7 separate regions of the Mus musculus genome follow, and regions 1, 2, 3, 4, 5 and 7 are each linked to region 6. The links are chromatin contacts, called in public ChIA-PET, HiChIP or PLAC-seq, Micro-C and promoter capture Hi-C maps. All regions are on one chromosome and are shown on one strand. The core of a region is the stretch at or near the end of the contact, and the rest is flanking DNA. Distances in the headings are between cores, read along the strand shown. Region 1 has its middle 38 kb from the start of Gm39424. Region 2 overlaps Strada (STE20-related kinase adaptor alpha). Region 3 holds the start of Smurf2 (SMAD specific E3 ubiquitin protein ligase 2). Region 4 holds the start of Map3k3 (mitogen-activated protein kinase kinase kinase 3). Region 5 holds the start of Kcnh6 (potassium voltage-gated channel, subfamily H (eag-related), member 6). Region 6 holds the start of Ern1 (endoplasmic reticulum (ER) to nucleus signalling 1). Region 7 holds the start of Kpna2 (karyopherin (importin) alpha 2).

Region 1 (3,577 bases), core at 1,062-3,561, 470 kb after region 6:
TAGAGGCAGGAAGGTGAGGAGTTCAAGGCCATGCTCAGCTACATAGTGGGTTTGGAGGTCAGACCCTGTGTCAGGGGAGGAAGGTGAGCACTTTGTGAGACATCCAGGAAACATGGGGGAAGGATGCCTCAACACTTCTAGTTTCTCCTCATGCCTCCCACAACTCACATCTCACCTGGAGATGCAGGCAAAGCAGCCATTCTCCCATGGAAAATTTCCTGGGACCCAAGGAGGTGGGTCTCAGGTTTGGACACTGTAGGAAAACCCAGGCAATTGGTTCCTCTATGCCCAGAAAGGGGGAGCACAGTCAATCCTGGCTGGATTGCTGGGTACCCCATCTTTACAGTTTCACTGTGGTCAGGTTAGAAATTTCTAGAATGTATAGCCTCAAAGACTCCCATTGACTGGCCCGATTTAAGTCTCATGTCCACCCCAGAGGCAACTACCCTGACAGGGGGTGGCAACTGGGAGGCAGATGAGATCCATTTGTTCAGAAAACAGCTAGCGGAGAACAGCGAATAATCCCCACTCTGCAAAGCCATCCCAAACACCAGAGCAGCCTCAACCTTTCCCAGGTTTCTGTAGATTATTCAAATGAAGGTATTCGAAGGCCCTTCTCTGTGGGGTTGGAGGGGAGGTGACTTTTACTCCACCTGAGGCCCAGTAACCTCAGAGGACTCCTATGGAAAGAAGACAGCCACTCAGAGCAGAGCCATGGCTGATGACCCACGCTGGCAGAGACAAAAGCCACAGAGCTCAGTCCACTGCTGTGGGAGCTGCCATCAAGGGGCCCAAGACACCGCCAACCTGGATCAGTCACCAGTGACAGCTTCCCATACTTGGCTCTAGAACTCAGACGCTCAGAGCACATCTGCTCTTGCAGAGCCCATTTCCAAGCACACACATCAGGCTGTTCACAATCACCTGTAACTACAGCTCCAGGGGATCCAACATCTATGTATCGTCTCACAGCAACTGCACTCACAGGCTCATGCCACCGTACCGTGGATTTAAAAGATGGATTTACTTCTGGTTTCTATGTATGGATGATTATCCAAACACACATGTCTATGTGCCACCTGCATACCTGGTGCTTTGCAAAGAGGATGTTAGGGTTCCTGGAACTGAAGTTATAGATGGTTGTGAGCCACCATGTGGGCTGCTGGGAACTGAGCCTGGATCCTCTGCAAGCTCATCTTAACCACTGAGACATCTCTAGTTCCCAAATGTACATTTTTTAAGAAAATAAGAGACTGAGGGCCTGGGGATGTAGCTCAATGGTGCTTAGCATGTGTGAGGTCTGACCCCCAGTTCCTACAAAAGATTTAAACAAGAGTGAACAAATAAAGAAATGGAGGCCGAGGACAAAGCTCCCTTGTGAAAGAATTCTGAGCAATCTCCACAAATGTGCTTTCCTCAGCTCAGAACTCGGCACAGCTCCACTGTGGGCGCTGGGTCGTGTCATCCATTCAGAGGACACAACCCAGAAAAGACTGGTTTACTGGTGGAAAAACCTGCCCAACACTACTGTAGCCAGGTCATTTCAAGAGAGACAGACTAACAAAATGGCTCAGCAGGTAAAGGTGTTTGCCCCCAAGCCTGAAGACCTGAGTGAGTCCCATCCCTAGAACCCACATGGAGGAAAGAGAGAACACCCACAAAATGTCTCCCTTTCCCTCTCTCTTTCTCCCTCTCTCTCTCTCTCTCCCTCTCTCTCTCTCTCTCTCTCTCTCTCTCTCTCTCTCTCTCTCTCTCTCTCCCATTTTTGCTCCATGTCTCCAGGCTTTGTTGAAGCCCTGCAGGACGGCAAAGAAGATGGGGTCCGCTCTGCCATGTTCCAATGCTATCTCTCTGCATTCTTGGGACAGTCACTTGAGCTTCATTGACCCTCAGTGTCTCCTCCATCTGTGAGAACACACAAATGCAGTGTCATGTCTCAGGCCTCAGTAACAGTGAGTGCTGGAGAAATTTCCTGTGGCCTTTGAGACAGTTGGAGTGAAGGAGAGAAGAGCCCAGCAGAAGGAGTCTATCTGTGGTCAATTCTCTGCGATGGCGCAACCTCCTTTCTCCCTCCCCCACCACGCCCATTGCCCTTCACTCAATCTCTGCTAAAAGCAGCAAATTCAAGGGCCTTTCAGACCTTCTTGGTCAACTTGACTTTGTCAGCTTTTTGCAGCCCCAGAGGGCACATTCTCTAGAACACGGTGTTCACAGCAGCGCCTCTAACCACAAACCCCAAGAGTCTCAGCAGCGAGACACTCAGGATGTCTAAGGGTCCTCTCGTCTTCTGAGGCCCAGCCCAGCGCACATAGCATGGGAATTGCATGCATCAAAGGCAGGAAGTCCCTGACAAGTCTGTCCCATAAGCCACCAGACGCTGGTTACCTTCATGTGGCTGAACTAGAGGTCGAGTTCTCAGGGTGGGGCGAGGTGGTCTGGGGCCTTCGCAGCCAGGGTGGAGCCCAAGCCTGAGGAACTAGACCTGAGAATTGAGGCCTGAGCTCCCCACCCCAGGAAGCCTGGCTCCCAGCTGCTCAAAGAGAGGCTGGTAGCTTGGGTCTCTGCTCCCTCCCTCGTGGGATAAGTGGTATTTGAATTCCTGCTTCCTTTCCTGTTTCCCCTCCCCTTTTTTTCTATACATTCCCCAAGGAAATACTAAGTGTGTACTGCAAATCCTGAGGATAAGATCCAAGGGAAACATTGAGAAGAGTTGGTGGCTTTCCTTGAGGACCCCATTTATCAAGGGTCTGGTTAGCCCTGACTAGCTTAGTGGCCCAGGGTGCCAGCTCTATTATCCTGGAAAAGAGAGAGGGTAAGGGGGGGCCTGGGGGGGCGCGCACTGAAGGGCTAGCCTGGCAGGTCACAGAAGTCTGACATATAGAGATGTCTCTGCAGCCACTGGCCCCAAAGGAGAGAAAAGGTGAGGACGGCTGGAGGCCAAAGAAGGATTTGGGAGAAGAGGAGGGAGAGACGGTGTACCAAGGAACATGGTAGCCTTCCAAAGGCAGCTGGGTATTAAAAACACTTAAAGTCACACAATTCATGCTTAAAGGGCGAGCAGAGTAGAAAGTGAAAGTAAAGAAGTGGCTGTAAGAAATAGCGGATGGAGGGGCAGGGGGCAGAGGGGCATGGGAGCAGGGGGCGATGGCATGCCAGCTCCTGTTTGCAAGGCCTGGTTAGGGCCTTTTAGAAGACGTAGTTACGGGGCTGGAGAGATGGCTCAGTGGTTAAGAGCACTGACTGCTCTTCTGAAGGTCCTGAGTTCAAATCCCAGCAACCACATGGTGGCTCACAACCATCCTTAATGAGATCTGATGCTTCTTCTGTGGTGTCTGAAGTCAGCTACAGTGTATTTACGTATATATAATAAATAAATAAATAAATAAATCTTTAAAAAAAAAAAAAAAAAGAAGACGTAGTTACGGTGCTAACTGTGCGCTCATCACCTCCCTCAGTGAAGGAAGCACACAGCCCACTCTAGCTAGTCCTTGTAAATCAGGACCAGAACCCAGGGCAGCCAGATCCACCCGACAAAGGATTTTCTTGTTGTCCTTATCAGTGTTTGTTTTTCCAAGTC
Region 2 (3,824 bases), core at 1,115-3,614, 310 kb before region 6:
CAACCTGAGAGGTCTGCCTACAATCTTCCCTGAAGAATCAGAGAGTAGGGTGGATGCCAATCCCTCTGGAAAGAGGGCTCAAAGTGATGGTGACATGGGTCCTGAAGCACCTTCCCAGAGCCTAAACCTTCCAGCAAGAAAGCATTACTTTGTTTTTGTTTTTGTTTTGTTTTGTTGTTTTGAAATCGAGTAACATACAACCTCATGAGAAGTAGCTGTTTGTGTTTAAAGCTTTCTCTGGATCTCCAAACTTCTTAAACCTCCTCTTGTTTGGAAAAAAAGTATTAGGAAGAACAATTGAATCCTCAGAGTAAAGTGTTTACTATAGGCGCTTTTACATTTTTTATATGTTTTAAACAACTCTCTTTGGAAAGGTCCTTTATTACCTGTGTCCCACTTCTTGGCAGGGAGGCATATGAGACACACCACCCACTAAGCTCCAACTATGCATTTCTTGTAGAGCACAGGTAGGAAAAGGCTCAATGAATTTCTTAGGAACTTTGCCAAATCCTTCCAATCTAGTTGCACAGAAAATGACCGGAAAAAGTAACCTTTAGTAACCAGTTTTTCTTTTTTTCTTTTGGAACTGGAAAATGTGGAACTGCAGGAGAGGAGCTAGCCTAGAGGCCACAGCAGATTCTACCCGGCTGCCGGCTTTCTTCCTCACCACACACATTCCCAAAGCAAGCCTTCCCCTCTGGCTAGTCTACAGTCAGAGCCAGCACACAGAGACAGGGAAAGGTTTTGTAACAAGCACAGAAATACTTTAATGTTCTTTGGGTAACTAAGATTAGTCATGTTTGTGGTTGCTAGTGACACTTTCCCTTTAGATTACCTACCTGCACAGCTTCATTTCTAAACAGAGACTTGAAATAAATTGTGCATCTGGTTTCCACAGATGGATTTAAAATGCAGGAGGATTTCTGAAATGCCTGGTCTGCTACTGACAAAAGAGATGGGGTGTCCTGATAGGTTTTCTGTCAACTTGACCCAGCTAGAGTTATCTGGAGGAACCTCAACTGAGGAAACACCTCCATTAGATTGCTGGTAGACACGTCTGTAGAGTGTTTTCCTGATTAGTGAGTGATGTGGGAGAGCCCAGCCCACTGTGGGTAGCACCACCCATGGGCTATCAGGCTACTACAAGAGGCCTGAGGAAGCCAATAAGGAGCACTTGTGCATGGCATCGGCTTCAGCTCCTGCCTCCAGGCTCCTACCATTAACTTCCTGCCTTGACTCCTGCAGTGGACTGTTGTGACTCAGGATACGCAAGCTAAATAAGCCCTTTCCTCCCCAAGTTGCTTTCAGTCATGGTGTTTACCACAGTAATAAAAAGCAAACTAAGAAAGTGGTATCAGGGTCATAGGGACTGCTGTGACAGACATAACCATGTTTTGGTGGGAGATTGTGAAGGACTTTGGAGTCTAGGCTGGAAATGCTGTCAACTGTTGTGGGAACATGGACGATATTGCTGAGAGCAGAGCAGATGACAGAGGTCTAGCTGTGGTTGCGGAAAGCCAGAGTCACTGAATTAAACCTGTGCTTTATCAGAACAGGGCTAGCTCACGAATCGTCCAGATTTTTAAAGTCAATGTTCAGAGCAAAGGGATGAATTTTTTTTTATTAGCTTATTCTTCTTAAACACAGCACAGCATAATTAGACCAGTGTAATCTGGAATTTCAAATTGCTCAAGAAAAGGCTAATTAATTCTGTTCCTTTCTTCTTTAGGTCTCTGTAACATTAAAAGCATTTTACTTTCTTGAAACATTTTAAAAACATTAAAAAAAAAAGCCATTGATACTTAGAAATGACCATAAAACAGTAGCACTGTTTAAAATAAAATCCAAAAAAGCATATATAAAGACTATAATATTTATGAAACACTACCAAATGAACGCATTCAACTGGCCACAGATTTCACCAAGGACAGTTTTTGCTAGAACATCAGCAGCTAAGAGCATATGAAAATTATATAATTAGCATTTTCTCTCTCTCTCTCTCTTAAAAATTATTTTGTTTGTTTGTTTCCTGAATGAAAACACATGGGTTTGACAGACAGGTGCTCTTGACAGTGCACGCTCAGACAAAACTAACGTGAGCATCGTTATCCTTGACTCAGCCTTGTGCTGCCTACAAAACAACCCACAGAAAGGGGTCCGCCAAGTGTTCTGTTCTTATCTCTCCCAGATCCCTTCCTCCTTCCCTACCTCTAAGGGTTCAATGTTTAACAACCCTGGTTGGCTTCAAACTGGTAATCCTTCAGCCTCAGTCTCCTGAGTGCTGGGACCACAGGCGTGTGCCGCTATGCCCAGCCACTGTGTGCTCATACGCTTGCTCTCCCTCCCTCTCTTCCTCCCTCTCCCCATCTCTCTCTCTCTCCCCTCCTCTCTCTCTAGCCAATGACTCATGTTTCCCACAATAGCTGTGTACACATATGGTGTTATTTACTTGGGAAAACAAAGCTCAAGTGGAGGAAGACACACAAACCTTGCAGCTTGTGCCAGTTTAAAAGAATCCCTGTTTTGTATGGGTTTGCAGGGAGGAAGAAAGATTGAGTTGAACATTTTTTGTTTTTTTCAATTGTGTGTGTACGTGAGCAGGAATGTATGTGTGTGGAGGTCAGAGGATAACTCTGGGGGGTCAGTCCTCTCCTTCCACCCAGGGCTCACTCAGGCTGGCTCCTCAGTCTGGTGCCCAGGCTTCTACAACCTATGCCTTTCCTGCTGAGCCGTCTCATGACCCTGTGGCTTGTCTTTTGAAGGCAGGCTTGCCATATACCTCACGATGGCTCTGAACATGCCATTCTCTTGCCTCAACCTCACAAGTGATGGGACTGCAGCCATGTGCCGTCAGGCCTGGCTGTGTCTGTCTGTTGCCTTCTGTCCTGAATGGAGGGTGGCTCTCAGGGCCTTATGCATATTTGTCATGCACTAGCTCCTGAGCTACACCTCAGCCTCAGCTGTGAGAGGTAGGGTGACAGGTGTGGTATACCTAGTCTCTTTTGCACTTTCGAATTTTGGTTTTGTTTTTACACTAGGAGACCTGAGGTCCTGCCTAATGAGCCAGAGAGAGATTTGTGTTTTCTGCAGGGACTGAAACTTGCTGCTGATGTCTACTGATGAGGAAGTGCCACTGAGACTGAAAATTCAAACTGATGAACTTAAAGTGCAAGGGCGGGGTGGGGAAGGGGTGAAGACTTTAGTCCCCAGATGAGACTTTTCTGCTCTTTAAAATACACAATAAACTTTTTCCAGGGTGAAACCTGAAGCATCACAAGTAAAATAAGGAAAAAAAAAAAAACAAAAAACAACATTGTACTTCAATTCAAGCTGCGAGAACAGAAGAGCAGAAGCATAGCACGCGGGCCGGCAGAGCACAGGCATCTCTCACAGGCATGCAGCAGCCACAGCCAGAGCCCAGAAAGCCACTTACTTTTCTCCGAGTGTCACCCGGAGGCTGCTCTGGGGTAGAGAAATCGATTGTTGGCATTTTGTTGTTAGCGGAAGACATACCCACACTCAGAATAGCAATGATCACACTTAGGACTACAGTTAATAATAGAAACCACGTATGTCATTACAGTACTATACACATACATAGACCGCAGTGAGACTGATGCAGCCTCACGGACGTGAACATTGACCTACTCCACAGTACAGCCCTGAGCACACGTACTCACCATCGGCATAGTCCATTGTTGGGATTTGCTGGCTTCTGAGCCTTATACCTTGTGAACCAAAACCCCACTTTTCCCCTTCCCCTTGTTCTTTAGGACCTTGCTCAGGCTGGGCAATTAACTACTCTACTATGTCCCTTGATTTGT
Region 3 (3,649 bases), core at 552-3,051, 430 kb after region 6:
AGAGAACAGGATACATTTAACTACTGTGCCATCTCTTCAGCCTCAAAAGTAAAGTATTTTACTCTGTAGCCAACATACATTCCAACTAAGTTCTCAAATACCAAATTCACTTCAAGCTACCTAGAAAGTACAGCCGATGGACTGCCGGTTAACACACAAACATTCAACTACAAAGTTCACCCACAGAAATCTCAAAGTTTAGTGTGGGCAAACATAATTACAGCTTATCCTTCGCTGGCGCAAATGCATATGAACCAACTACAAAATGCCGTCTTCTTCACCACACATCTGAATATAAATGTGGACAATTTACTTGCTGTGAATGACGTGACTAGCTAGCAGAGGGACAATAGTTTCAATTACACGCTTTAAACCAAACGCAATTTTTCCTTAAAAGGAGGGGGACGTTGACCACGGAAGAATATCAGAAGTGGCATCGTAAGCAAATTATACCTGTAATATGTTAACAACTCCCTGCAGCTGGGAACATTAAACAGTCTTTCCCAAATCCCTCTGAGCATTCCTTTCCATTTAGAAAGAGGGTGAGAAGTGTGGAGAGGACTAGTGAAAGTTAGCTTAAAAGTTCGTATGCGTCCAGACTGAGAAACACATTGCAAAGCAAGGGATTCTAAACCAGGTCTGGAGTTAAGACATGAGCAACTAGTTCTGCGGCCTACAAGGAACAACCCCAAACATGCTACCCTACAATCAAACAACTTCCAAAACACAGAGTGTACAATGAGCCGGGAGTCGTGGGATCAGGCAGACACGCCGGAAAAGCCAACCACAGTCTCGGTCCCTCCCTCCCAGAGACGTGCGTTTAAGGTGTGTGGCACTGGCCACAGAGGTTGGCAGCACTGGAGAGTAAAGGTTTCACTGCCGGGCATAGGTAGGTGTCCAAGTTAACAACCCGGGAACACAAGCACTCTCCCGTTAAGCACTCACTCCATGTTTAAGGAGTGTTTACCGCGCGCAGTCAGCAACTGGATTCAGTAATCCCTTTCCCGACCCCACCTGGGCAGGAGCCCAGGGGCTGCTCCTGTGACCCCAGGAAACGAGACTTCAGGACCTCAAATCCGCCCTCCACGGGAGACCCACGGGCCACACACTGGGCGTTCTGAAGAATTTCCCAACCCCAGCTAAGTGGTTCTCCAATGACTCCCTAAACTAGGCCTTCCCACGCCCGGATTCCCGTCCAACGCCACCACCGACCGCGACCCCGGCCCTCTGCTTGCCCACAGGCGCCACAGCCGCCCGCCCAGCTCACCTGTCAGGCGCAGCTTGACGGGCCCGTTCCTCCGGCCTCCGGGGTTAGACATGTCCCCAGCGGCGGGGGAGGTGGCGGCGGCGGCGGCGGCGGCGCTCGCGGCCGGCGGGCCGGCGGGCGGGCGGGCGGACTGGGCTGGGCTGGGCCGACGGCGAGGCGCAGAGGAGTCACCACAGCGGCCGGGGCCGGGGTCCGAACAGCCCGCGCCGCGGCCGCCAGGGCCGGAGGGTCCCGGATGTGCCGAGCGCCGTCGCCATGAGCCGCGGAGGGAGCGGGACGCAGAGCTCCCCCCTCCTCCCACTTCTGCTTCCTCGGCCCGGGCCACACAACAAAGCGGCAGCCGCGGCCGGCCGCGCCGCCTCCGCCCCGCGCCCCCGCCGCCTCTTGTCCTCGCGGTCCGCCTCGGTCTCCCCTTCTCGGTGCCGCGAGGCCTGGGAGCGGACGGTGCGAAGTCTGCTGAGGCGGGCGGGTGCTCGGCCGCTTCCTCCTCCGCCCGCCCTCTTGTCTGAGAGAACCCGGTCCTGGGGCCGCAGCCGCTGCCGCCGCCGCCGCCGCCGCCACTCGTCGGCTCCTGGGGGCGGGGAGGAGACGGGGGCGGGGCCGGCGGGCGGGGCGGGGTTGCGGTGGGCGGGGCCGGCGAGGGGGCGGGCTTGTGGGCGAGGTCTCCTGCGCCTGGGGCGCCAGAGGAAGGCCTGGCTCCGCGCGAGCTGCGGGCAGCGCGTGCGCCACGGCCCAGACTGGGCCCCGAACTACACCGCCCGGCGGCGCCGGCTCGATGGCACCAGAGGGGCCTACTGACCAGCTAGCTCACTGAAAGATCGCCTGTGTCCCTACAGGGCAGAATGCCCGAGTAATACTCCCACTGCGCGCTCTGAGAGGCTGGCGAGAGTAAAGTTAGACCCAAGTCCGAAGAATTAATTCGCCAAGATGCTATTCCCACATCGAACGCTCCAGCAAATTCCCAGGAGTGCTTAGCTCTGAGTATTGTAATTGCCACCTCCACAGGCTCACCTGGTGCTCCATATCCGGTTACCTACCTGCTCGATTCTTCCCCCAACCCTGCCCAGGACAAGCATAGGGAGATAATACAAATGCGGCCAAAGACTGTGAACAAGATAGGTGGATATAGTGTGGAAAGCTCACGCAGTACTGTATTTTGCTGTCCCAGGAGGAAAAAAGAAAATGAATAGGACTGTAACTCTGACGCGGTGACTTACAACTAATAAGAACTTATTCTGGACAAATAAATAATGCAGGTTGTTTTGGGATTTTGTTTTGCAAGGTTGGGGTGAGAGTGCAGCCTAATAGTGAATTGTATTACATCAACTGCAACACATTTTTATGCAGCCATCTAAATGGCAATTGTGGTAGCCATGTAACATGTCAGACTTTATATGTAATGCAGGGTTTAAATGGAGAATACAAGTTTTATGTGCACGCAAGAGTAATAATGCAAACTAAGGATAAGAGTGTGGATTTGTGCCGGGCAGTGGTGGCGCATGCCTTGGGAGGCAGAGGCAGGTGGATTTCTGAGTTCGAGGCCAGCCTGGTCTACAAAGTGAGTTCCAGGACAGCCAGCGCTACACGGAGAAACCCTGTCTCAAAAAACCAAAAAAAAAAAAAAAAAAGAGTGTGGATTTATATCCATGTTAGCTTTGCTTTAAAGCTGTTATAACATTAATGCCGTTTAAACTGTTCATTGAAGCCTAATACATTTTAATCCTAAAACATTGCAAATGGTGACTTAAAATCTACCAGTTAAGACACTTCATTCTCCAGGTGAAATCCAAGAGCGTTTCATCGGTCTAAAAACACTCCTACGGATTAAAGTGATCCCAAAATCATAAGTTCTAGCAGTAAGACTTAAAATACAAGGGACAGCTCTAAAAATTCAATCAAGAAATACTAAGTGCTTATTATTCACAAAGCAATGAACAGGGCCCTTAAACACTTCTTTGTGCAATGTAAGATCTGAAGGCTCAGGAAATAATTCCCACAAAAGTTACTGTGGCGATAGAACAATTGCTACATCACTGTTTCAAACGCTAGGCTGAGACAATAAACTGAGCAGGCTGATGTATGCACTCTTCCTTTCCCTGGTTCTTATGGCCCACACTTTGTTCCCAACCACCCACTAGCATAATTTGTAGCTTTGTATTGGGAAATGGAAGTTAAGATTTCAGAAAATGGTCGGAAGCCTAGCAGGGGGTGGGAGGGTGGAAGACTGTTGTGAGTTTTAAGCAATACCTTCACATATGTGGCGGCTCAGGGAAATGGGCATAGGTTCAGACAATTCCGTTTAGACTTCCCTAAGAATAATGCTTTTAAACCATTCAGTCAGGGCTGAAGAGATGGTTTGTTGCTCTTGCAGATAATCTGGGT
Region 4 (3,426 bases), core at 95-2,594, 400 kb before region 6:
TTGAGAGTGGGGATGAAGAAAAAGAATTGCGTAAGACACTCCTTAAGAGATCTGATACTCCAAAGCCACCTCCTAAGGTAAGTGTTTCTAAATGACAACTGAAAATGGCATCAGATTTTTCTGGAATCTGAAATATGTCATTGGAACTGTCTCCAGAGAAAGGGAAGCCACACTAACTGTGGTAGAGTTGGAATCTTAAGACTGGGTGTATGAATTATTGAAACAATGGAGGTTGAAAAAGTTAATCACAATGCTCTTTTGAAAGATCACACAGCCAGTACAATTGTTTTGAGACAATATTTAGTGGCACAGGAAGCACAAAAGTGTAAGCACACCAGAAAACAATATGAAGTTATTTTTTGTCTAACGTTGCATATCTAGGTAGGAAATAGATAAAACTATCTTCAGGGTAGGGCTTTTCTTTCTGTTTTCCTGCACTTTTAAGTTTTCTTTTAAAAACGTGTCTCGCTTTTATAATTCTAAGAGCAAAACTTGTCCAAAAGCAACTCTAGCAGAACTCAGAATGTGGGGACCCACATTCCAGCACTAGCCTAGCCTTTGAAGACGGAGTATCAGGTGTGGCCTCGGAGGTCTGAGACCCAGGGGGATGAGAGAAGTAACAAGACCATCCCCCTGCCTGTAAGCCGAGGCTACTCAGGGTATCGCGCAGCTCAAGTAGCCTGAAAGCATCGAGCCAAACCTTCCCTGCCCAATCCGCGCCAGACACTTTGCCCCAGCAGGGGCCGGACACCTCAGCACCTCGAGGTCGCCAACAACCGACAACCATAGGGCCGAAGGTTTTCTTTTTCTGAGGGCCTCTACAGAAGACGACTTTGCAAGGCGCCAGGCCGGGGTAGCCGCCGAGGGGAACGGCGCCAGCCCGCGCGCCCGCCGAGGGTTCCGCAACTGAGCAGAGGGTTGTGGGCGGAGCCTCAAGCCGGAGCAGTGATTGGAGCAGCCCACACCTTGGCCAGAGAGGCTGAGAGCGCCAGCTAGCGACACTCCGCGGCGGGTACTCAGCGCTCTCTCCGTGATTGGCTAGGCGCGAGAGGACGGGCGCTGTCTCAGTGATTGGCAGGCTCTAGCCAGCCCTCGGAAATCGCCTTGACTTCGCCCATTGGCATCCTGTGAGAGTAGGCGGGATTGGTCCGTCGTGATTAGCTGGCGGATGAGAGTGAGGGCGTTGGGAGAGAGCGGGGAGGAGGAGGCGGGAGTATCTGACTTCCTCCTGGTTATTGGCTGGTAATGAGAGTGGGGGTAGTGCCAAGGCCCAGCGGCTGCATGCGATTGGCAGATGCTGGCATGAGTGACAGGCTGCAAGGCTTGCTGCGCGCCCAGCGGTTTGTTTTTCGGAGCGTTCCTGAGGTGGAGAACAGTGGCCGGTCGGAGCGTCTTCTGGACTTCAGGACTCGCAGGCGGCCCGGTCGAGTGGCGCCGCCGAGGCCGGGTTGGGCCGAGCCTGGGAGCGCCGGGGATGTAGCGGGCCAACCTGCTCATGCCACAGCGCCCGGCCGCGGCCGGAGCCGGAGCCTGGGGAGGCGGCGGGGGCCCCGAGCGCAGCCCACGGCCCCCGCGCGGAGCCAGGCCCGCTGCCGTCCCCGCCGCCCGCTCCCCCGGCATGCAGCCCCGGCTGCGGAGGTGACACTTCTGGGCTGTAGTCGCCACCGCCGCCTCCGCCATCGCCACCATGGGTGAGTACCGCCACCGCCCCGGCCTGTGCCCGCGCTGCTTCGCGACGCCCCGCCCCAGGCTGAGGGGAGGAGGACCCTGGGCCGCCGCCTGACAAGGCATGGACAGTTCGCCGGGCCCGGGGCTGAGGATCGCGGACCGCTCGCCTCTCCGCGGTGCCTCGATCGGGGCGCCGTTCTGGCTACCTCCGGGGGTGCCCTACCGGCCAAACCCACTCGGCAACTCTCTTTCCGGGCATGCGGCCGGCGTATCCCGGGGAGGGGTCTGCGGGACCGAGGCCCGTCGGGCGGCCCACTGCGGTCCCCAGCGAGCTGGCGCGCGAGCTTGAGGGTGGGGGAGCCGGAGCTCAGTGTGGGGCCGGGGCTGGAGCCTGGTGCAGGCCCAGCTGCTGTTGTGTCTTTTCCTTGATTTGCTTTTTTTTTTTTTTTTTTTTCCTGCCTGTGTCATTTCCTTCCCTTTGCTCACACAGGCTGGCCTGTGAGTTCCCGGGGCTTTGCTCTGGAGCTCTGTGCGCTCTCCTGCGCGGGGGAGGGGGACGCGGGGGGAGGGTATGCGGGGCATCCACTGCGACGCTATTCGACGCGGATCCCTGTTAGCAATAGCAGGCTTGAGAAATGCGAGCTGCGCTCCTCGCAGATTACTGGAAGTTAAGAATCCTTGAGCGCTGAGGGTTATAACTCAAACCCTACTTTTGGAAAAACCCGGCTTTTATATTTATCCTGCGCTACCCCTGCAACTATGTAACTTTTTGAAAGAGGCATTCGGTACATAAAAGGATCACTATGAAATCATTTCCTTTTTGTCAGTATTTGTAATTCTCCTGTGAAGATGTAATCTAAGAAAAGTTTTTTTAATGCCTTCTACAAAATATTTGAGCTGTTTTATATATATTTTGCATAATTTTGGTTCTTTATCAAAAAGTCTTGGACTTAGCTAAGGAATGTGTGACATTTTAAATATATTTTGCTTCCCCAGTTGGGGCAGGTATTGTGATGCTCATTTTCCTGGTCTCAATCAGGTTTTGCAAAAATATTTAGTATTATTCTAAGTCAGAAAGGGGTGAAATTTAGTGAAAGTCTCCTTTGCAGAAGTATTCATTGCTTGTGTGAGTGCTCCATAAGATGAAATGCTAATGTTTGTTTTGCCCTAAAGCAAGGTCAAGTCATTTTTGTAGGAGGTTTTGTGGGTGCAGTAGCAAATTGGCCAGATACTCGATTGTGGTGGAACTCCTTACTCTGGCTTTAAGTTAATTGCTTTGTTCTTTATCAGACTGCCCCTCATACAGTATGGGAAGGATTTGTTCATTTGCTGGGTTTTCTATTCCCTTTCCATGCTATATTTCAGATTTTTTTTTCTATAGAACTCTCATCTGAGAGACACCAAAGGAAACTAGTAAGGATTTACATTTCAACATTTATTTATTCACATGTCTAATACAATATATTCCAATAAATGTTTATGGAATGCTTATTATATGGGGCACATATTTCCTTATATATTATTGGGGAACAGAATTCTTTTTATCCTTCCCTGTTTCCCCACATTTACCTACTGCTACAGACTTTAAGCTAGATCTTTGAATTATGGACCTGTATTGTAATAGTCTTATACGCTTTCCTTCTTGCCCGGTGTGTGAGCCTTAAGTCGCAAACGGGAGTATGAGACCCTTGAGGATATACAGACCTCACATGGAACACTTTGGTTGTAAAACCAGTGTGTGAGTATCCAATAATGACG
Region 5 (3,873 bases), core at 779-3,278, 480 kb before region 6:
TTCTTTAATATTTAAACAAAGCTCATCTCTAGTCACTCTGCTCCGGAGATGGCCTTGTTCAACACACACACACACCTGCTGCCTGGCCCGTTGCCCTGGAGAGCAAGCGCAGGGCAAACAGCACCTTTCCAGGCTCAGTGGGGGAAGGGAGAACTGGGAGAAGATACCATGAGGGGGGTTGCTGGGATCTGATGTTCTAAGGATAATCTTGGGAAAGGGGGGAGGGGCCTCTGCCTCTACTCTTTTAGCCCTTTCTGCCTTGCCTTCTGACCATAGGAATACCATACTCAATATTTACAGCTAAGTGGAAGCTGAAGCTCCAGGATTCCCGGGAAGCCTGGGAGTCAGTACCTGACAGGAAATAGGGAAGGCTTGAAGGGAAATAAGTTATAACCGGAAGTCACAGGGAAGAGGCACCAGGTAGCTCAAACATGAGACCAGCTTTTCTTAGAGATCTGAATACTAAAGTCACAGGCTGAGGAGACAGGCTAACAGAAAGGGATTCCGTGACCCCTCTCTCTGCCCGGGTCTCTAGATCTCTTCCCCATGTTCTTCCTAGTTCTAAACAGTTTCTACTCCAGGATCAGATTCTACAGCACTATTGTTTGATACCTCTGAATTATCCCGTGGTGTATTTATTGCTATAATGCCGTTGTTTGTCCTCATTACTAGATGTTAGGTCCATAAGGCTCAACATGCGTCGGGATTACTCTTTGTAATGTGGAGACCAGAAAAATGCTTGAATGAATAAGCAAATGAATGAATGTCTTACTGCGTAAGCCCATGCTACTGACTGGATAGGAAATACTGTCCCCACTTCTCTTCCACAGCCAGCCTGCTCCCCACATTCAGGGACAGCCAAGACATCTCTGCCCCCCCAGGAAACCACACTTGGCAGCCCTCTCATCTCTCAACCACTGTGGCCAAGGTCCCCCACCAGGTATTGTGGCAAGGACACATCCCGCCCAGGACTCTAAGCCTCTCACCTGGACTTCAGTGGAAACCTCACTGAGCCTCCTTGGCCACCCCCTCCACCCCCCCATCCACTTTGTAAAGTTTATATTTCTGCCAGAATATTTGCTTCAAAGGCCTTCAAATTTCCTTCCGAACCTCAGACTTCTTAAAAACGTAGCTGTCCATCAATTAAATCTGGATGTTCAAACTAGCACTGGATGCTGCTTGTCATTTTTTTCTCCTGCATTTTCACCTCCTCCATTGGCCAGTTCAGCCCCTCTGCATTGACACCACCCTTGGGCCTTTTCCGAAGGTGCATGTTTCATTTTGAATGCTTGCTACTAAAATGTGGCTCAAAATTGGTCTTGGGACCCTCTGCAAAGTTCCAAGTCCACCAAGGTGCTTAATGAACTGTGGCCCTTCTTTTCTCCTCTCAGAAAACCCCCCTTTTTTTCAATAAACTTCACCCCACCCCAATTTGCTTTTTCTAAGTGTGTTCATTTTTAATCAGTACACAGACACTTTTACCAGTGGTCACTTGCTAATAGGTGGCGGCCATTTGTGGGCAAGGGGCCTAAGTGCCCCATTGCCACAGTCAGTCCCAGCGGTAAATCCCTGAAGACAGCCTTCAACAAAAAACTATCTGAAGCCCCTAACAACTTCTGCCCTCCTCTGCCTGGAAAACTACTTCAGTATCAAAAGGGGTCCAAAGAGATGCTGAGGTCTCTGTCTATTTGGACATGAGCAGAAGTTCTTCAGAGTATCCCAGGTTCAGGACCCCTGCCCCTCTCTCTAGGATTCAGAGCCCCTTATGGATCAGAATTTGCTCTTGTCCTGACCCCCAACCCCAACCCCAACCCCGTCTGCCTGTCACGTCCCTTGGCTTATTTCAGCACCACGACGCGGACAGCTCCCGGGCGCAAGCCTCGTGGAAGGAGGAGGAGCGCTGAGCCGTGGGAGCGGGAGGACTAGAGAGGGCGGGGAGGGCAGACGCTGGAGGACGGGCGGGGCCCGATAGCCCTCCCCGGGGGCGGCGCCCACCCCAGCCCGACGCTGCTGAGCCCCAGGACTGACGGAGACGCCAGAAGCCAGGGCACCGGTCACTCCCAGCAAGTGGTGTTACAGAAAGATGCCAGTCCGCAGGGGCCACGTTGCTCCCCAAAACACTTACTTGGACACCATCATCCGCAAGTTTGAGGGCCAGAGTAAGTGTGAGGTTTGGGGGTGTGGGGGACTCTCTGCAGTACGGGTTGGATGGCAGGAGCAGCCAAACTCTTCACTAACTTCTGATGGGGTAAAAGAAATGGCAGGGCTGGGGGCTGGGGGGGGGGGTAGATTCTGAATACAAAATCTTTCGTTTTGATGTCCCCAACACCTCCTCCATATGTGCTGTGTCTTGGGCATAATGCCACTCTTCTACCTGCTCACAGCAGTTTTCTTGGTGTTACAAACCCTGGCCTGCCCTCTCAGTCACTGCCCACTTACCCCTCCAGACCATTCATGCCTCTCCTAGAGGTTTGCCTGACTTCCTTCTTTTCACCCACAGAGCAGGTCTGACTCCCTGGTCACAGTCCTGCTTTCTGGTCTGGATCCCAACTATTATTCCAGGAGTTCTGGGGTCTTCCTCCCACTCTACTGACCCTAGCCCCCAAGCTTGGTTCCCACACCCCTACTTTTCTGCTCCCTGCCTCCTTCATGCCCCTCTGTGCTCCCAGAAGGAATGACCTTTCCCCAGGACTCTTGGTTCTTCCACCCTCCCTTGCTCTGTCCTCCACCTCCCTCATTCTGGCCCCTGCCTGCTCCTGTGTATAAATCCCCTCCTTGGCTGCCACCGGTCCCTGTAATCTTTCTCTCCCAACTACCCACTCCTGGCTGCCACGGTCTTCCTACCTTTTTCTTCCCACCCCAGGTCGTAAGTTCCTGATTGCCAATGCACAGATGGAGAACTGTGCCATCATCTACTGCAATGATGGCTTCTGCGAACTCTTCGGCTACTCCCGTGTGGAGGTGATGCAGCGACCCTGTACCTGTGACTTCCTCACTGGCCCGAACACTCCGAGCAGTGCTGTGTCCCGCCTGGCGCAGGCCCTGCTTGGGGCTGAAGAGTGCAAGGTGGACATCCTCTACTATCGCAAGGATGGTGAGACTCAGTTGGGCCAAGGGTCCTGTAGGCTACCTTTCTTGTCTATCATGGAGTGCCCTGGGGGAAGGGTCTGACCTAAGAGCCAAAGAGCCTGGACCACTTCTATCCCCACTCTGGGCCTTGGTTTCCTTAGTATTAGAGAGAAGCAATGAGAATTGCATGTTATGTCTTCTAAGGGACTTGAGATTGGGCTGAGCCAGCTATTGGTACTGGTATAGAACAGCCTCTTGCTCCACTTTCCCTCCCCCACCTCCCAGCTACCTACTCTGTCACTGCCAGCCCCAGCTGTCAAGGATGGAAATTAACCTTCCCTCATCTGCTCTGGGGATTAAGGGAGGAGTCAGCCCCCCAAGGTCTCTCTGGCTAGGCAGTGCATGGGGGCTGCTGGCTGAAAGGAAGAGTGAATCTGGCTCACTTAGGTCCAGTGGTTTGGGAAGGTAGCCTTGGGTTTGCTGTCACCAGGTGGCTTACCTAGATGGACTTTGTGTTTTTAAGTTCTGCCCGAGCCCTTGGAAAGCACAACAGAAACATAAGCTAAGGGCTGGGGGCCAAAAGCTCAGCATCCTTCAAGTCTCCCTCAGTGGATGAGGGTGTGGAACTATAGTCAGAAACCGAGTCTCTTGGAAATCACCAGCATCTCCCCCAAACCGGTTCTGCATCAGAATTACCTGGGGCGTGCTTTGCAAAACACACCTTCCCTAGAGAGAGGCTGACTCAGAAGGTGCAGGGTGAAGCCAGGCAGGTGTATCTGGAAAAAAAATCCCCAGTGGTTCTGA
Region 6 (3,538 bases), core at 373-2,872:
AAATGCAAAGCTGTTCAGAAGGAAACCGGGTCCACCTCGGCTGGGAAACTATGAAACGTTCGAGCTCCATGGGAAACATCCAGTCATTCTGTTTATACTCGTTATCTGTGAGCAGATACCAGGCAGCAATCAATCAACCCAAGGTGAAGCGCCCAAGTTCAAAACCTGGTCCTAGTTGTGAAAAGTACATCTTTTCTTTTTAATTAGGAGAAGAAGAAGAAAACAAAACAAAAACAAAAAAACAAAAAACACCTAGGGTCTACCATGAAGAAAACGCATATAAATTTCCGTTTGGAAAAAAACAAACCAACTTGAATTTGAAAAAGTAGACCTTCTTTAATACTTCAGTAGTCTCTAAATTCTAATTTGTTATTCTGAGAGCACAGACAATTATTTACCTACAAGGCATAAGAGTTCAAAGAGTTGGCCGCGGCTGGCCCGCGGGTCTCCACACATGTCAGTCTTCCACCAGGACACCTGGTACATGATATGCCATATTAAAGGGAACACGGTACCTTCAAAGAGGTCATTAAATAGAACCAGCACAAGTGTACCATGCCCACATCCTGAAAAGTGCATTTTAAAAAAATTTTAAAGCCCCCAGTTCTTCCAACCAGAAGATGAAAATAGCCATGTCCGCCTACAAAATGTCCTCTTTAGCCAAAGTGTTCAAATCCTGAGTGGATAAAGAGTTAAATAAATATAAACCGATATTCTTCTCAAAAAAAAAAAAAAAAAAAGCGAAGACGTTTCTGACGGCCCCGCACGTGAGACAGCTTTAAGTTTTGCAGTACAACTCTGGCCCACACACCGGGTCTTTAAAAGGATCCAATGCCCACAGCTTAACTTGTTTAATGACACCTTCACTGTCTAGCAAAATTACTAGTAGGAAGCCCCCTGCCTCCGAATACAAAGAAACCTTCGGGTCAGGTAGGCAGAAACCAGCGGCGGCTGGCTAAAAACGCCGTGCCCATTCCCGGCTTCAAACGCTTTCCAAAGTCTCATTTAAAAACAAAACAAAACAAAAAACTTTCGAGTAAAGACTCAAAACTCCAGTCCACCACCCGCTTCCCCCGGCTTCGGGTGTCCATCCGCGGCCACGGCGGCAGTGCGGGCGCCCACCTGTGGAGACCGCGGGGCAGGTGGGCAGCGCGCCCAGGGCCCGGCCTTTGGGAGACAGCTCCGAGTCGCGCGCGTCCCGGGCCGTGGAGCCGCTCGCGGTCTGCCTCGGCCGCGCTGGCCCCGGAGGCGCCTCCGGAGGCGGACGCCAGTGTGTGGCCGGCCGACGCAGCTCCCACCGCCAAGCCTCCCGCAGCTGCCTCAGCCCAGGCGCCGGGCCTCCCGCCGCTGCGGCCCGGCTCGGACGCCAGCCCCCGCCACCGCGCGACTCTCCTCTGGCCGCGAGCCGGCCCGTCCCCGCACCGCACTCCCCTGGTTACTCACCCCGGGGCCGGGCGGCGGTAGCAGCAGCGCCAGCAGGAGCAACAGCCACCGGGCCGGCATGGCAGGACGTGGCCCTGACTCCGGGCCCCGCCGGCCGGTTCTGGAGCCCGCGCGAACAGAGGGCTGGACGGGGGCGCCGCAACGACAGCGCGGCACCGGCGGAGGATCGGTGGACACGGAGCTGACTGGGCGGCGGCGACACCCCCATTCCCAGCCCTATAAGTGCCTTGTGTCCCGGCTTCTTCCGGTCGGGGCGGGCTTTAGGGCGGTCCCGGGGGCGGGGGCTGTGAGAGGCGGAGTCACTGCCTGGATGGGGAGGAGCCTATGTTGTTTTGTGGGCGTGGTAAGAGTGGGAGGGTGGGGTTAGAGGCCAACGCGGTGCTAGCTTCTAGCTGCCTCCTATCCTGGGCGCTAGAAGCCGAAGACCAACTCTTGGCTTTGGGTATTTGTGGACGCTGTGCTTCTGAATGAAGAAGCTTGTTCGCAAGCCAAGGGAAAATGACATGTTGCCCCACAGGAAGTCCCACTCGCCCGATGAAGAACCCGAGGCGCCAGGCTTGCCCACAACCCTCCGTCTCCCTGCTGCCGGCCACCACTTACAAGGGTTGTCTAAGCGACCTCTAGAGCAGAGCAAGGGTTTCAGCAGCTGGCGGAAATTCGACCCTGAGACGCAGCCTTAGAGTTCACTGACGAGGGTCCTCCAGCTGTGCCTCATCCAGCCCGAAGGCCCCTTTCTTCCCTAGCCTTGCCCCTCAGGAATTCCCCGAAAGTCATGTCCAGCAGCCATCCGTTCCTCTCGGGATGAACAACAGCCAACTCATTCACCAAAAATTATAAGGAAATCATGCGGGCCTCTCGTGTCACATGTGTTTATGTGACCTTTGTAGATGTGGCCTGGTGAAGCTTGAGAGGACATGTGTCACAACTCTTTGGAGGTGGGCTGAGGACTCCAAGGTCTATTTAAGGGTGTGGATTATTAATCAGAACTAATGAGCCCAATAAGTTGTTTGGTCACTGGGTCCCAAGCTGCCCTCCTCTGAGTTGGAAGAGGGAGAACTTGTTTATAATAGGAAAGACAAAACATTCAGTGCTCAAGGAAAAAGTAGCTTATTATTCTAGTAGAAAAAGGGAGTTGCTGGGAGTGTAGTTCTGTTGGTACAGCACTTGCATAGTCTGCGAGAGAGGTACTGGGCTACATCTCCAGCCCTCCCAATATTGGATGTGTTGCCTCACACCTGAAATCCCAGCACCCTGGGGGTGGAGACAGGATCCGAAGTTCTAAGTAATCCTTGGCTACCTAGTGAGTTTGAAGCCAACCCAGATTATGTGGGGCCACGGGAGAACCGGAGCAAATTCTCTGTTTCCCCTGGCTTGCTCCTTTGACAGCCCGTTGGAATTTTCAGGTTTTTGAAGAGAAAAGGTTATCCTAGGGGGGGAAAAAACCGCAAAGAGGTAGTATATGATAGGTAGGGATTAGGGGTGTGTTGGGCTAAGGGCCCAGTCAGTATGTGCTTTGGGTCAACTCTATCCAATGGTAACAGACAGAACTGTCCCTAGGAAGACCAATCCTATTCCTGCCTCTACCCCCACAACCTGGAACAGCTCCCACCATGCTGCAGAAGCCAGCACCAGCTTGGGAAGGGAATTTTGGGCAAGTTTGAAAGCAGCAGACACAATTTGAAGTGTTACCCACAAGTCTCAAGGCAAATAAGTTTGGGATTTGCAGAGAGAATGGGGAAGACTAGAAGCTCCGACACTCCTGAGCATGCTCCCCCCCCCCCCCCCCCGCCCGGAAGCCATGGAGCTGGCCAATGATGCAAGCTGACAACGGGACCTGTGAGACCACATGCTTGGATTTTCAAATGAAAAACCCTGGAGCCTGGAGCCAGTGACATGACTCACATTCAGCAGATAACAACGTGTGATGTGCAAGCCTGACTTCAGTCCTCCTATTAGTGAAAGGAGAAAGCAAGCTCCTGGAAGTTGACCTCTGACCTCTCATACATATTGTAACATACGCAAACCCCCACTCATACTCACAAGTCACATAGTAATAAACTTTAAAAAAAAATTTTTTTTTTTTAAAGTTTGATTG
Region 7 (3,415 bases), core at 129-2,628, 510 kb after region 6:
AGTCCCAGCACTTGGGAGGCGGGAGGATTTCTGAGTTCGAGGCCAGCCTGGTCCACAGAGTTCCAGGACAGCCAGGGCTACACAGAGAAACCCTGCCTCGAAAAAACAAAAAGAAAGGAAGGAAGGAAGGAAATTAATTTTAAGACTTTTACCCAATATAGCTAAACTATTACCATTTGAGGATGTCATCAATACAGAAAAATTGAGATGTCTTACTGTTTTTATACACCTTCAAAATCCAATGGGTAGTTTAAGCACACGGGGCATCTCAACAGATTAGCGGCTTTTCAAACACTCAATAGTCTTAAGCCTCTAGCCAGCACGGTATTAAGTCAAGGATCTAAATTCTAGGCTCCATTAGTTAATAGAACACCAAGTAGGAGAACAATCTACGTCCTTTGTTTGTTTTATTTTTCGAGACAGGGTTTCTGTGTGTATCCCTGGCTGTCCTCGAACTCAAATCGGCCTGCCTCTGCCTCCCAAGTGCTGGGATTAAAGGCGTGCGCCAACAATGCCTGGCAACCATCTACGTCCTTAAGGCAATAAACGCAGCTCTCGTTTTCTGTTGATCGATGGCCAAAACGGATCCATACTAGTACCCTCTTGCAAGTTACATAAAGAATCGGTTCGTTCCATTATAGGGCCTTCCATCACATCATCGCTGTCAGCAATGGCATTAACGCCGCATCTTGCACACACTTCCAGAGAATGCATTCAGCCGGGATGACATCAGCTGTGATCAGTGGGGCTCGATAGAACCCAGGTGTGGTCGTCGCGAAGGGACAGGAACCCAAAGTACCCTGGTAAGCTAGTAGGTTTAACTGCTTTATGTCCGTCCTCGACCCTGACCCAGGTGATCCGGGTCAAGGGCTTAACTGGGGTGTCTTAACTGCCACCTTCATCCCCTGCCCAAAGCTGCGTCTCCTCCCCGGGGCAGAAGCATCAGGAAAGCGGCGGCACAGCCAGGTAGGTCCGCTCGACTGCGGCTGCCCTCCGGTCCCTCCACGCCGACCCGAGCCGCTCCCAGGCCTTCGCTGCCCTCCGCAGCGCCCGGCGTTGCCAACCCTGACCCCGGCGTGGCGAAACCAACCCGCCCCGAGGCCTGGTCGGAGCAGGGAGGCTCAGCTCCGGCCCGGGCGCGGCCTGCTCCCGCCCTCCGCCCCGCAGCCTTCCGTCCGGCCGTTACTGCTCAGGACCGGCTTCCGTTCCTACCTGTACAGCCGGCTCAGATTTCCACGAAAGGTGGTGCAGGACACTCAAGCTGCGGGTCGGCGGCTGTGGAAACGTCTGCTACCCTTCAGCCCTCAGATTTTGTGCCTCGTGCTGCCGGCCGGCGCGATTTAAATTTCCCGGTGACGCCGCGTTCCGATTGGCTGATTTGAGCCTAAGCTGCGCGTTCATTGGTAGGTTTGAAAAACACGTTAGGCGGGGGTGGGGGTGGGACGCAGACGCAGGTCGTAGGGGAAAAAAAAAAAAAAAGGTGGGGGTGGGGCGGTAAGCAGGGAAGCGTCGCGAGATGAGGGAGCGGCCGGGCAATCCCAGGGTGCCTTGCAGAAGGGTGACTCCAGATCTCAGCACACAGCATGGAGACCTGCGTTTCGTCTATGCTTAGATGGACACTGGGCCGTACCCTGTTTGCTTTCCCTGGGCTTGTCCTTAAACAAACACACGAAATTATTATTACACTTGTAAAAAAAGGCTTAGCTTGCGGTGATTGGCGCAGGCTTTTAATCCCAGCACTAGGAGTTCAAGGCAAACCTGGTTTATACAGCCAGGCCAACCAGGGCTAAATAGTGAGACCCTGTCTCAATCAACCAATCAGTCAATCAATCAATAAAAGAAAAGAGAAATATATTTACTTTAAAAAAATTTTACATCAGGAGCTGGTCACCGGGAGAACGTGGATCTGTGTGCCTCTTAACCATTAGTTGTATCACTATATTGTTTATAGTATTTGTTGATTATTTTATCTTTAGGCAATCATTAGTTGTATCGCTATATTATTGTTTGTGCTATTTACTGGTTATTTAATTTTTATCATGGGGAGTGGGATTGAGGCAGGGTCTCACATTAACAATAGAGCCCAGGCTAGCCTTGAACCTAATGCAATCCTTCCTCAACGTCAGTTCTGGGATTACAGACATGCCCCACTTTGTCCCGTGTGGTAAACTTTTAGATTACTTGGAAAATAAAGACAATGGAAGCCGGGCAGTGGTGGCGCACACCTTTAATCCCAGCATTCAGGAAGCAGAGGCAGGCGGATTTCTGAGTTCGAGGCCAGCATGGTCTACAGAGTGAGTTCCAGGACAGAAGCAAAAAAAAAAAAAAAAAAAGAAAAAGAAAAAGGACAATGGAAGCAGCAAATATGGTAACAATAATTTATTAGCCCGGTGGTGGTGGCGCACACCTTTAATCCCAGCACTTGGGAGGCAGAGGCAGGCGGATTTCTGAGTTCTCTGAGTTCGAAGCCAGCCTGGTCTACAGAGTAAGTTCCTGGACAGCCAGGGCTACACAGAGAAACCCTGTCTCGAAAAACAAAAACAAAAAACCAATAACTTATTAATACCTATTTTCTCCAAACCTTTAAAATTTTTTATTTATTTCTTTATTTTGCTCCCTTCCCCCAAACACACACACACACACACACACACACACACTTAATGGGTTTCTCTGTGTCTCTGTAGACCTGACTGAACTCCACAGACCTCAGAGTGCTGGGACTAAAGGCAGTGTGCCACCACTGCCTGCCTTCAAATACTTTAAAACTTGAGTAATTCTGAACACAGAATCACAAACCTTTGCCTAGACTTGCCAAATGTTAACATTTCGGCACATTTTAAAATATGTAACATGTATATAGTGTACACACACACACATATTTTAGCCTTTTCTCTAATTTGTTTTTGCTTTTCATGACATGGTTTCCTCTGTGTAGCCCTGGCTGTCCTAGAACATCCTCTGTAAACCAGGCTGGCCTCGAACTCAGAGATCCAAAAGCCTCTGTCTCCCAAGTGCTGGTGTTAAAGACATTTGTGTTATTAAAGGAGTGGGCCACCAAAGCGGCTTTTTTGGCCTTTTGATATCTCTTTAGCCCTAAATATTTGATAGTATATCTGATCCCATTACAGATGGTTGTGAGCCACCATGTGGTTGCTGTGAATTGAACTCAGGACCTCTGGAAGAGCAGTCAGTGCTCTTAACCACTGAGCCATCTCTCCAGCTCCACAAGAAGACATTATCAAGCTGAACAGTGTTGCACACCTTTGATCCCAATGCTAGGGAGGCAGGGACATCCAGAGCTCTGTGAGTTTAAGGTCAGCCTGGTCTACAGAGCAAGTTCCAGGAGAGCCAGAGCCAGAGCTACACAGTGTGTGTGTGTGTGTGTGTGTGTGTGTGTGTGTGTGTGTGTGTGTGT

The links. Promoter capture Hi-C pulls out the DNA fragments that hold promoters and counts their contacts. A called contact is a pair of places that touch in the nucleus more often than the background predicts. ChIA-PET counts read pairs in DNA pulled down with a chosen protein or histone mark. HiChIP or PLAC-seq counts read pairs in DNA pulled down with a chosen protein or histone mark.
Region 1: an RNA polymerase II ChIA-PET map of memory CD8 T cells shows a contact between it and region 6, with 17 read pairs. The contact joins the enhancer-like site here to the promoter of Ern1 in region 6. A contact is called at or near these places in 3 of 115 datasets of contacts at active chromatin or transcription factors (effector CD8 T cells, memory CD8 T cells and pancreatic cancer cells) and 1 of 9 other capture datasets (embryonic stem cells).
Region 2: a FOXA1 HiChIP or PLAC-seq map of pancreatic cancer cells shows a contact between it and region 6. The contact joins the enhancer-like site here to the promoter of Ern1 in region 6. A contact is called at or near these places in 3 of 39 promoter capture datasets (cranial neural crest, neural stem cells and stem cell-derived epiblast-like cells), 1 of 484 Hi-C or Micro-C datasets (embryonic stem cells) and 1 of 115 datasets of contacts at active chromatin or transcription factors (pancreatic cancer cells).
Region 3: a contact with region 6 is called in a Micro-C map of embryonic stem cells, with 4 times the contacts expected there. The contact joins the promoter of Smurf2 here to the promoter of Ern1 in region 6. A contact is called at or near these places in 3 of 39 promoter capture datasets (cranial neural crest, embryonic stem cells and frontonasal cranial neural crest), 2 of 484 Hi-C or Micro-C datasets (both in embryonic stem cells) and 2 of 115 datasets of contacts at active chromatin or transcription factors (effector CD8 T cells and pancreatic cancer cells).
Region 4: an RNA polymerase II ChIA-PET map of effector CD8 T cells shows a contact between it and region 6, with 25 read pairs. The contact joins the promoter of Map3k3 here to the promoter of Ern1 in region 6. A contact is called at or near these places in 2 of 39 promoter capture datasets (cranial neural crest and pre-B cells), 2 of 484 Hi-C or Micro-C datasets (both in embryonic stem cells) and 3 of 115 datasets of contacts at active chromatin or transcription factors (effector CD8 T cells, extraembryonic endoderm stem cells and pro-B cells).
Region 5: a contact with region 6 is called in a promoter capture Hi-C map of pre-B cells, with 4 times the contacts expected there. The contact joins the promoter of Kcnh6 here to the promoter of Ern1 in region 6. A contact is called at or near these places in 1 of 39 promoter capture datasets (pre-B cells) and 1 of 484 Hi-C or Micro-C datasets (embryonic stem cells).
Region 7: an RNA polymerase II ChIA-PET map of effector CD8 T cells shows a contact between it and region 6, with 9 read pairs. The contact joins the promoter of Kpna2 here to the promoter of Ern1 in region 6. A contact is called at or near these places in 2 of 39 promoter capture datasets (cranial neural crest and hippocampal neurons), 1 of 115 datasets of contacts at active chromatin or transcription factors (effector CD8 T cells) and 1 of 9 other capture datasets (adipose tissue).

Annotation. Positions count from the first base shown.
Region 1 is chr11:106,959,505-106,963,081 of GRCm38.p6, forward strand. No RefSeq gene overlaps it. Among named protein-coding and RNA genes, the nearest start is that of Gm39424, 38 kb to the right of the region's middle. Within about 2 kb of position 2,312, at least 109 of the 459 cell types and tissues checked have an H3K27ac peak or open chromatin away from gene starts, as enhancers often do. A contact at or near this core is called in effector CD8 T cells and memory CD8 T cells, where this site is marked.
Region 2 is chr11:106,177,522-106,181,345 of GRCm38.p6, forward strand. Strada (STE20-related kinase adaptor alpha) reads right to left here. Exons shown (of 13, transcript NM_001252448.1): 4 at 3,434-3,462. Among named protein-coding and RNA genes, the nearest start is that of Strada, 14 kb to the right of the region's middle. Within about 2 kb of position 2,365, at least 71 of the 459 cell types and tissues checked have an H3K27ac peak or open chromatin away from gene starts, as enhancers often do. A contact at or near this core is called in pancreatic cancer cells, where this site is marked.
Region 3 is chr11:106,918,914-106,922,562 of GRCm38.p6, forward strand. Smurf2 (SMAD specific E3 ubiquitin protein ligase 2) reads right to left here and starts at 1,802. Exons shown (of 19, transcript NM_025481.3): 1 at 1,268-1,802. The coding sequence starts at 1,319.
Region 4 is chr11:106,083,243-106,086,668 of GRCm38.p6, forward strand. Map3k3 (mitogen-activated protein kinase kinase kinase 3) reads left to right here and starts at 1,345. Exons shown (of 16, transcript NM_011947.4): 1 at 1,345-1,691. The coding sequence starts at 1,688.
Region 5 is chr11:106,006,120-106,009,992 of GRCm38.p6, forward strand. Kcnh6 (potassium voltage-gated channel, subfamily H (eag-related), member 6) reads left to right here and starts at 2,029. Exons shown (of 13, transcript NM_001037712.2): 1 at 2,029-2,159; 2 at 2,864-3,094. The coding sequence starts at 2,084. It overlaps Ace3 (angiotensin I converting enzyme (peptidyl-dipeptidase A) 3), which reads left to right. Exons shown (of 15, transcript NM_001101453.3): 15 at 831-1,431. All of the region lies in intron 2 of Gm35971 (a long non-coding RNA gene), which reads right to left.
Region 6 is chr11:106,486,174-106,489,711 of GRCm38.p6, forward strand. Ern1 (endoplasmic reticulum (ER) to nucleus signalling 1) reads right to left here and starts at 1,623. Exons shown (of 22, transcript NM_023913.2): 1 at 1,444-1,623. The coding sequence starts at 1,503.
Region 7 is chr11:106,998,147-107,001,561 of GRCm38.p6, forward strand. It overlaps Kpna2 (karyopherin (importin) alpha 2), which reads right to left and starts at 1,379. Exons shown (of 11, transcript NM_010655.3): 1 at 1,213-1,379. It overlaps Gm39424 (a long non-coding RNA gene), which reads left to right and starts at 1,323. Exons shown (of 3, transcript XR_880255.3): 1 at 1,323-1,403.